Linked DNA regions of Mus musculus: region 1 is linked to region 2. Evidence: chromatin contacts called from public Hi-C data. All regions are on one chromosome and are shown on one strand. Each heading gives the region's core, a stretch centred on a gene start, on an enhancer-like site or on the middle of the called end of the contact. The rest is flanking DNA. Distances are from core to core; before and after follow the strand shown. Region 1 holds the start of Fam151b (family with sequence similarity 151, member B). Region 2 overlaps Msh3 (mutS homolog 3).

Region 1 (3,770 bases), core at 266-2,765, 150 kb after region 2:
GGTATGGCTGTGTGAGCATGTGCATGAGGAGACCAGAGGACAGTCACAGATGTCATTCTTGTGTTTTGAGAGAGGGAGGCTTGCTAACCTGGAGCTTACCAAGAAGACAACTCTGAGTGGTGTGCTATCTCCTTCCATGGATCCATCTGTTCCCATCCCCCCCAGTGCCCTCCTGTACCAGGGTCCCTGGTTTTCACACAGGCTGTGTGGATGGAACTCTTGTCCTCATGCCTGCAAGGCAAGAAGCTTTGCAAATGAGCTCTTTCTCCAGCCCTGCCAATGTGATTTTGACACCTACCTCTCCCTCTTTTGTGGGCCTCGTGGGAAGAAATACCTAAGAAATTGATATTGAATTGATCTACTATGGGTTGGGAGGGGAAAAGTCTCACCTTACCCAATAAATATGCACCATAAACATTTACAGAAACTTTCTTAAAATTCACAGTACAAAACCAGAGGGAGGCCCCCAACCTTGAGAGAGTCCACTCTATTCCTTCTTTGACGTTTGATAAATATAAGAACAAATAAAAAGAGTGTGAAGTTGAAGAGAGGTTTGGTAAGATCTGGGGGAGAGGGAAAGATAAATTGATCAAAATACATTGTTTAAAATCTTCAAAGGTTTTATGCAAAATAAAGAAATATTTAATGTTTATGTGTGTGTTAAAAAGCAGAGACGGAGAGATGGCTCAGAGGTTAAGAGCACCAACTGCTCTTCAAATTTGAAGGTCCTGAGTTCAAATCCCAGCAACCACATGGTGGCTCACAACCATTCGTAATGAAATCTGATGCTCTCTTCTGGGGTGTCTGAAGACAGCTACAGTGTACTTACATTTAATAAATGAAAAATCTTAAAAAAAAATAAAATAAAGAAGGTAGAGGGCTGAAGAGATGGCCTAGCAGTTAAGGGCACTGACTGCTCTTCCAGGGGTCCTGAGGTCACTTCCCCAGCAACCACATGGTGGCTCTCAACCATCTGTAATGGAATCCGATGCCCTCTTGTGGCGTGTCTCAAGACAGCTGCAGTGTACTCATACAAATAAAACAAAACAAACAAACAAAAAGTGAAAGGTTAAAAAAAAAAGATAATGTGGTATGTATGTAAGACCTTTTTGGAAGGATCCACCCACGAATGTGTAGCAGAAATTTGAGGGGGAAATGGGCTAATGATTGGGAAGGACTAGAGACCTTACTGAACCATTTTGAACTTTTAATATCAAAAATGAATTTTCCTTTTGTATCTAAACAATCGATTTACCCTAAATTGTTTCTACCTTTGTCACACGGAGATACTCTTCGGCCTCAGTTAAATCAGCCACCACTTGAACACCCCGCAGACACTGGCATTTACAACTCAATAACAAAACAGGAAAAAGAGTAGGCGGTACCCTGCCCGCTGAACCCTCCACACTTACCCGGGCCCCCTGCACATGCTGCCATGGTGACAGACAGACGCAGCGATCTGCGCAGGTGCACAAGGTTGGCAGTCTCCTGGTTGTCTTCCTGGCGGAAGCCAGATGACCTGACCGGAACCTCTGCGCCAGTGATGTAAAAGGTGCGCATGCGCACTGGAACTGCTAGGCTTGGGGCAGGGAGAGAAGCGGGGATAGTGGGAAGAGAGGAGGTGGGTCGCGGGGAGAGGATTGCGGGGCACATTTCCCATAGTGCAGTGGTCCAGTTCTGGTGTGGAGCTACTCATTCTAGGGTACAGCGGGCTGCAAAGCTAGAATACATTACCTGACAGCACAAACGGAAGTGGTTCTCGCCCAACCCTTCAGAGAGTAAAATTTTTAAGTCACTCTGACTTGAGTGGCAATTTTGGCCTCAACCGGGTCTCCAAAGTCTCTGGATTTCCTCCAGCTCAGCCAGAAAATATAGCCCCATTGCTTTATGGTCTTTGGTTTTCTACCTGTATCTTCACATTTAAACTTACTTCTTTACAAACAGCATAAACCACACACCTCTCACCTCAAGAGTTTATTCCTGAACCAAGTATGAGTGATAATCGTTCTAGAACACGAAACCAGTTGCCCCAGACATATTGCATAGTTTAGTAGTGTTTTTCGCTGTTTAAGAAAGTTATATATCCTGGAAAATTTCAAATACTTTTGTGGAAACATCAGGCATGCAGTTTACAGCAAACTGAGTGCACGTTTCCGTTCCTATCCGACGGTTCTTGGGTTTCAGGCTGGTACTGTGTTAACACATTCCAAAAGTTTCACCTAGTCACAAGGACATGAGGTCAAGTAAGCAATGCAATTAAGGGAGCTAAACACAGCACAAGAAGATGCTGCTAGAGCTTCAACATTCCAACACCCTCACCCTGGAAGTTCTAACCACCAGCCTTGTTAGTAATGAAATTGCTATTATCAAAGTACTCCTACGAATACAGGCAAGATTTCTAATGGATTTTTGTTCCTTTCTGCAATTAGGATGCTTTTTACCAATCGCGGAGTAAAAAACGTTCAGACAGAAGCAATGGAACCTACTTACACTCCATAACCCAGGTAATTAATATAGTATGACTACACAATGCTACACTGTAAGTAAGAAATGTCACTATGAACACGGTGTGGATGACCCTGGAAAAGTTAAAAACTATGAGTCGTTGCGTATGTAAAGGAAATCACTGTCAGGTAGGCAGCTGTGCCCTGTGCTCACTGCAATGTTAACTCCTAAAAGCAAGACACAAAACCAACCTAAGATCCACCAGTAGATGAATAGATAAAATGTAGCAAGGCCCATCATGAAGTTCAGGGTTCATATAGGAGACCCTGTTATTTGCAACAAGGATGAACTGTCAGATGTTGGGTGAAGGAGGACAGGCCCAGGAAGACCAAGGCTGCATGATTTCACTTCTATCACTGACCTAAGAATGCTGACCTGGACAAAAACTGATGATGGTGGTTGCTGGTGCTGAAGGGCAGAGTTGGCAGAGGAAAGGGAGATAGTGGGGCGATGTAAGATGTCAGGACACATTTCAGGTGGGAGAAACAGATTCAAGTGTTCTCTCACACAGCACAATAATTACAGCAATTCCAATGTCTTGTGCACTTTAAGAAACAGAGAGGAATAAGATCACTGCTGCTACTACCTCCAATTCATGGGATGGCACACACGATAAAGATGACTACCTGTTGAAGATATGTGGTGGAAGAACAGGGTAGATCCGTGCAGGTGGGATCTGCACAGCATTTAGGATTATAAAGGTCCTACTGCTTCTGTCTGGACATTTTTTACTCAGCCATTGGTAAAAAGCATCTTAATTGCAGAAAGGAACAAAAAATTAACACGCTAAATTTTCATGTTTCTTTTTGCTGAACTGTACACACAAGTCAAACATTTCAAAGCCACTCAACAAAATATCAAACCTAGAATAAGTAAGCAGTTTCTGTTTTATTTCAAGAAAGTCTTTTATCACTTGAATCATATCAAAATTATTCTATTAAACTTCTAGGGGCTGGAGAGATGGCTCAGTGGTTAAGAGCACTGGCTGCTTGTTCTTCCAGAGGTCCTGAGTTCAATTCCCAGCAACCACATAGCGGCTCACAACCATGTAATGGGATCAGATGGCCTCTTCTGGTGTGTCTGAAGATGGCTACTGTGTATTCATATAAATGAAATAAATCTTTAAAAAAAAGAAAGAAAGAAACTTCCATGAAACAACACAGAAACCTAGGTTGTCAGGAACCTACACAACTGTCAAAGTAAGACTTTTATTATTCAATCATAAGCGTTCTTGGTGTTTCAGACTTGAGGCCAAATGCCCACTG
Region 2 (3,503 bases), core at 852-3,351:
GTATACATAGGCTTGAAACGAATAAAAAGATAAAAAAAAAATCTCTGCCCAGAAATTAAAAGATACAACAAAAACCCAAACAAAAAATTCAGGAGTGAAAAGTCAATATTCAAACTAGAAAGCTTGGTGATTGGCTGCCTGGAGAAGAGGGAGGGAACTACCAGTGAGGTGGAGACAACCTACAGGACCAAGGAAACACCAGTTAAATACTGCTGTTATCAGAGTCTGGGAGGAAGGGAAGAAAGAAATCAGAGCAACAGTAACAGTGAGTGAACAAGAGGAAGCCTGGACAAGAGGAGGAGCTAGAGAAACATCAGCATTGACATCAGCAGTGATGTCTGAGGTGTTGGGGGATGGCTCATTGGGTAAGCAAGTGTACTTGTGCTCTGGAAGAGGACCTAGATTTCGTTTCCTGCGCTCACACGATGGTTCACAACCATCCAAAACCTCCAGGTCCACAGGATTCTACACTTTTTGACTGCCATGGGTACCAGACATGCAGACATGCATGCATGGCAAAACACTTATACACACAAAATAAATATTTAAAAACAGAAAAAATGTTGAAAAGAACCGATTCTTTATGATGAAGTACAGCAATGCTGAACTGAAAAAGAACCTAGTTTTGCTGTGGATGATATGGATAATGAAGAAGACGTCTGAAAAATTGCTACCTCCCTCTTTATTTTGCTATGGTTATAAAACCGGTACTTACAGAAAGAGATGGGGGGAAGCTATTAAGGAAAAAGCAGTATCTGACGGCCCCACTTGACTAGGAAAGCTCACTTCAAGCAGAGCATCCTCCTTCACATCCAACAACTGCCCATTCATTCTGTGACTTTTGTACATACGCCCATCTGTGTTCCAAACTCTTGACTTTATTATTACAAAAATGACATACAGCACCAAGGTTTAGGTTTAGATATTTAAGCCATAAATTATAAAAATAATATATATCAAATTGAGAAGTTTAGAAGTTTAACAAAATCGTTTTCTTTCTTTCTTTTTTTTTTTTTTATGGTTTTTCGAGACAGGGTTTCTCTGTGTAGCCCTGGCTGTCCTGAAACTCACTTTGTAGACCAGGCTGGCCTCAAACTCAGAAATCCGATTGCCTCTGCCTCCCGAGTGCTGGGATTAAAGGCATGCACTACCACGCCCAGCCGTTTTCCTTTTTAGAAAGGTATTTTTTCACTTGAAAAACAAATGTATTGTCTCTGTAGATTTTTAAATGTTATTTAAATTGCAGAAGAACAAATTCTGACACAAAGTATAGCAGCTATAACAGGACTCAGCAAGATAGCCTGAGAAACATCTTAATAAAGCCCCACCCTCCCGGATGGGCACTCCAGCCCCCTGCCCCGGCACTGAGCATCTCTGACAGGTCACTCTGCACCCACAGCTGATGTCTCAGCCAGCCTTTCTCCCCACTCCCACTCCCACCCCCACACCCTGTCCTTACATTGCCCAGCCTCAACATCCCCTCAGACTGAGGTACTTAGCTGTTCCTTCCCATAATCCTCAGTGCTTGAAAAGGCATCCCTCGGTTAGTCGGCTCCTGAGACCTAAGAATCATGTTGATGGCCTCATCTGAGTCCAAGGCACTATCTTATTAAACTTAGAACACTGTAGTCACTAACCTGGAGCCATCAAATATGTAATAACATCAGATTATTAAACAGTTTAATGAGACAAATTCCCTTTTTCCCTCTTATTCTTCAACCCCATCCCACTAAGGGTTTTTCTGTATAGTCCTGGCTGTCCTAGAACCTAGAACTCGCTCCATAGACAGGGATTTGCCTGCCTCTGCCTCACCTCTGGAATGCTGGAACTATAGGCATGTGCCACCAAATCCAGCCTGGCAGCAGGTGACCACAGCCCACCTCCTACTCACACTCATATGATCTCCTTCCTACTCATACTCACATGACCTCCTTCCTACTCACACTCACATGACCACAGCCCACCTCCTACTCACACTCATATGACCTCCTACTCACACTCACATGACCACAGCCCACTTCCTACTCACTCACATGACCTCCTTCCTACTCACACTCACATGAGCACAGCCCACCTCCTACTCACACTCACATGACCTCCTTCCTACTCACACACATATGACCACAGCCCACCTCCTACTCGCCCTGGCCTTACCTCTCTTTCTTCCTACTTTCAACTACTGACTTTCCCCAAGCTCTAGTGTCTCTCCTGGCAGTAAGCTCACCCACCTCTTCTTCTGACTCTCCCCCATGAATATATCTCCTTCCCTGCATTGCTTGGTTAAAGCCCTATGAGTTTTCCTCACTTGCCAAGATGAGCATTTCCTCTGATCAAGAGTCTCGCCGTGTGCCCGAGTCTGAATCGTTTCATTTTACACACTATGCACCTTTCTCCTCTCTTTCATCCAGTCAAGTCTTCCGTCCTGCAAATGTCCCTATGCAACCCACCTCCTCCACAGCCTGCTGTGACCAGGGTACGTCCATCTCTGTGAACTCAGACAGTCACCATGCTCGGCTCAGGACTCAATGGGAGAGCTAGTAAATACTATTAGTAACGGTTATTATTAGTTTAAGTAATGGTTTTCGTTCCTTTTCTTTTGACTATAAACATAAAACTCTCTAAACTAAAGCAATCTCAAAACTGCTGCTATTTTTTTCTCTCTATACAATTTGACAACCAATGGGATAATGGAATAGGATGCCTGATCCCCTCTGACAGACACGTGAGAAACAGTCTGCCACTATTCAGGAGTGTCTGATTCCGCTGACGATCATCTTTGTCTATTTGTTTTACTCTAAAAATGACACACTATACAAAATGAATGCAACTAGCTTGAGAAATAAATGGGAAGGATTTCATATTCTTAAAAAAGAAAAATCTTAACACAAAATATAAAATCCTTTGGAGACCTCTTGTGGTTAAAGTTAGGAATAAAAAGTTAAATTTTTAAAAACTGTTTTTTAAACTATATTAAATCTGCTATAATTCCAGGCAACTTTTGCATCTTCTCACATAGTAATAATATGTAATATCTTTGTTACCAGTAAAATACCCACCAGTACCTGACAAAAACTGGAGCTTTCACCTTCTCATCTAGTGCAGAAAAAGACGGGGTTACAGTGTGACTCTAGGTCTGAGAGATAAGAAACTACATGTCAGCACTGACACCAGACACCACTAAACTCACAATAAAACTTTCTTATCTGAAAATTGAACGTTACACTGCTGCCTGTAAGCCAACTGAGAACAGAAGTCTGGCAAACTATTCTTCCTGAGCTCTGTGGGTTTTAAAGTGGAGCAACTGTCTCTAATAAGAAAAATTAAGGAACTCACCTCATACGATGAAATAAAGAAAATGTAAATTTAAAATTGAGCACTACACACTTGGGAGGCAGAGGCAGGTGGATTTCTGAGTTCCAGGCCAGCCTGGTCTACAAAGTGAGTCCCAGGACAGCCAGGGCTATACAGAGAAACCCTGTCTTGAAAAACCATAAAAAAAAATA

The links. Hi-C and Micro-C count contacts between places; a contact is called where the count stands out from the background.
Region 1: a Hi-C map of the Ba/F3 cell line shows a contact between it and region 2, with 4 times the contacts expected there. The contact joins the promoter of Fam151b here to the enhancer-like site in region 2. A contact is called at or near these places in 17 of 39 promoter capture datasets (the 3T3-L1 cell line, 3T3-L1-derived adipocytes, the C10 cell line and 13 more), 6 of 484 Hi-C or Micro-C datasets (the Ba/F3 cell line, CD8 T cells, Th2 cells and 3 more) and 1 of 9 other capture datasets (pancreatic islet).

The regions. Positions count from the first base shown.
Region 1 is chr13:92,482,516-92,486,285 of GRCm38.p6, forward strand. It overlaps Fam151b (family with sequence similarity 151, member B), which reads right to left and starts at 1,516. Exons shown (of 6, transcript NM_001163627.1): 1 at 1,413-1,516. The coding sequence starts at 1,437. It overlaps Gm52060 (a long non-coding RNA gene), which reads left to right and starts at 1,558. Exons shown (of 3, transcript XR_003950692.1): 1 at 1,558-1,621; 2 at 2,430-2,504.
Region 2 is chr13:92,335,065-92,338,567 of GRCm38.p6, forward strand. The region is part of intron 8 of Msh3 (mutS homolog 3); the gene reads right to left. Among named protein-coding and RNA genes, the nearest start is that of Dhfr, 18 kb to the right of the region's middle. Within about 2 kb of position 2,102, at least 38 of the 459 cell types and tissues checked have an H3K27ac peak or open chromatin away from gene starts, as enhancers often do. A contact at or near this core is called in the Ba/F3 cell line, the HPC-7 cell line, Th2 cells and 1 more, where this site is marked.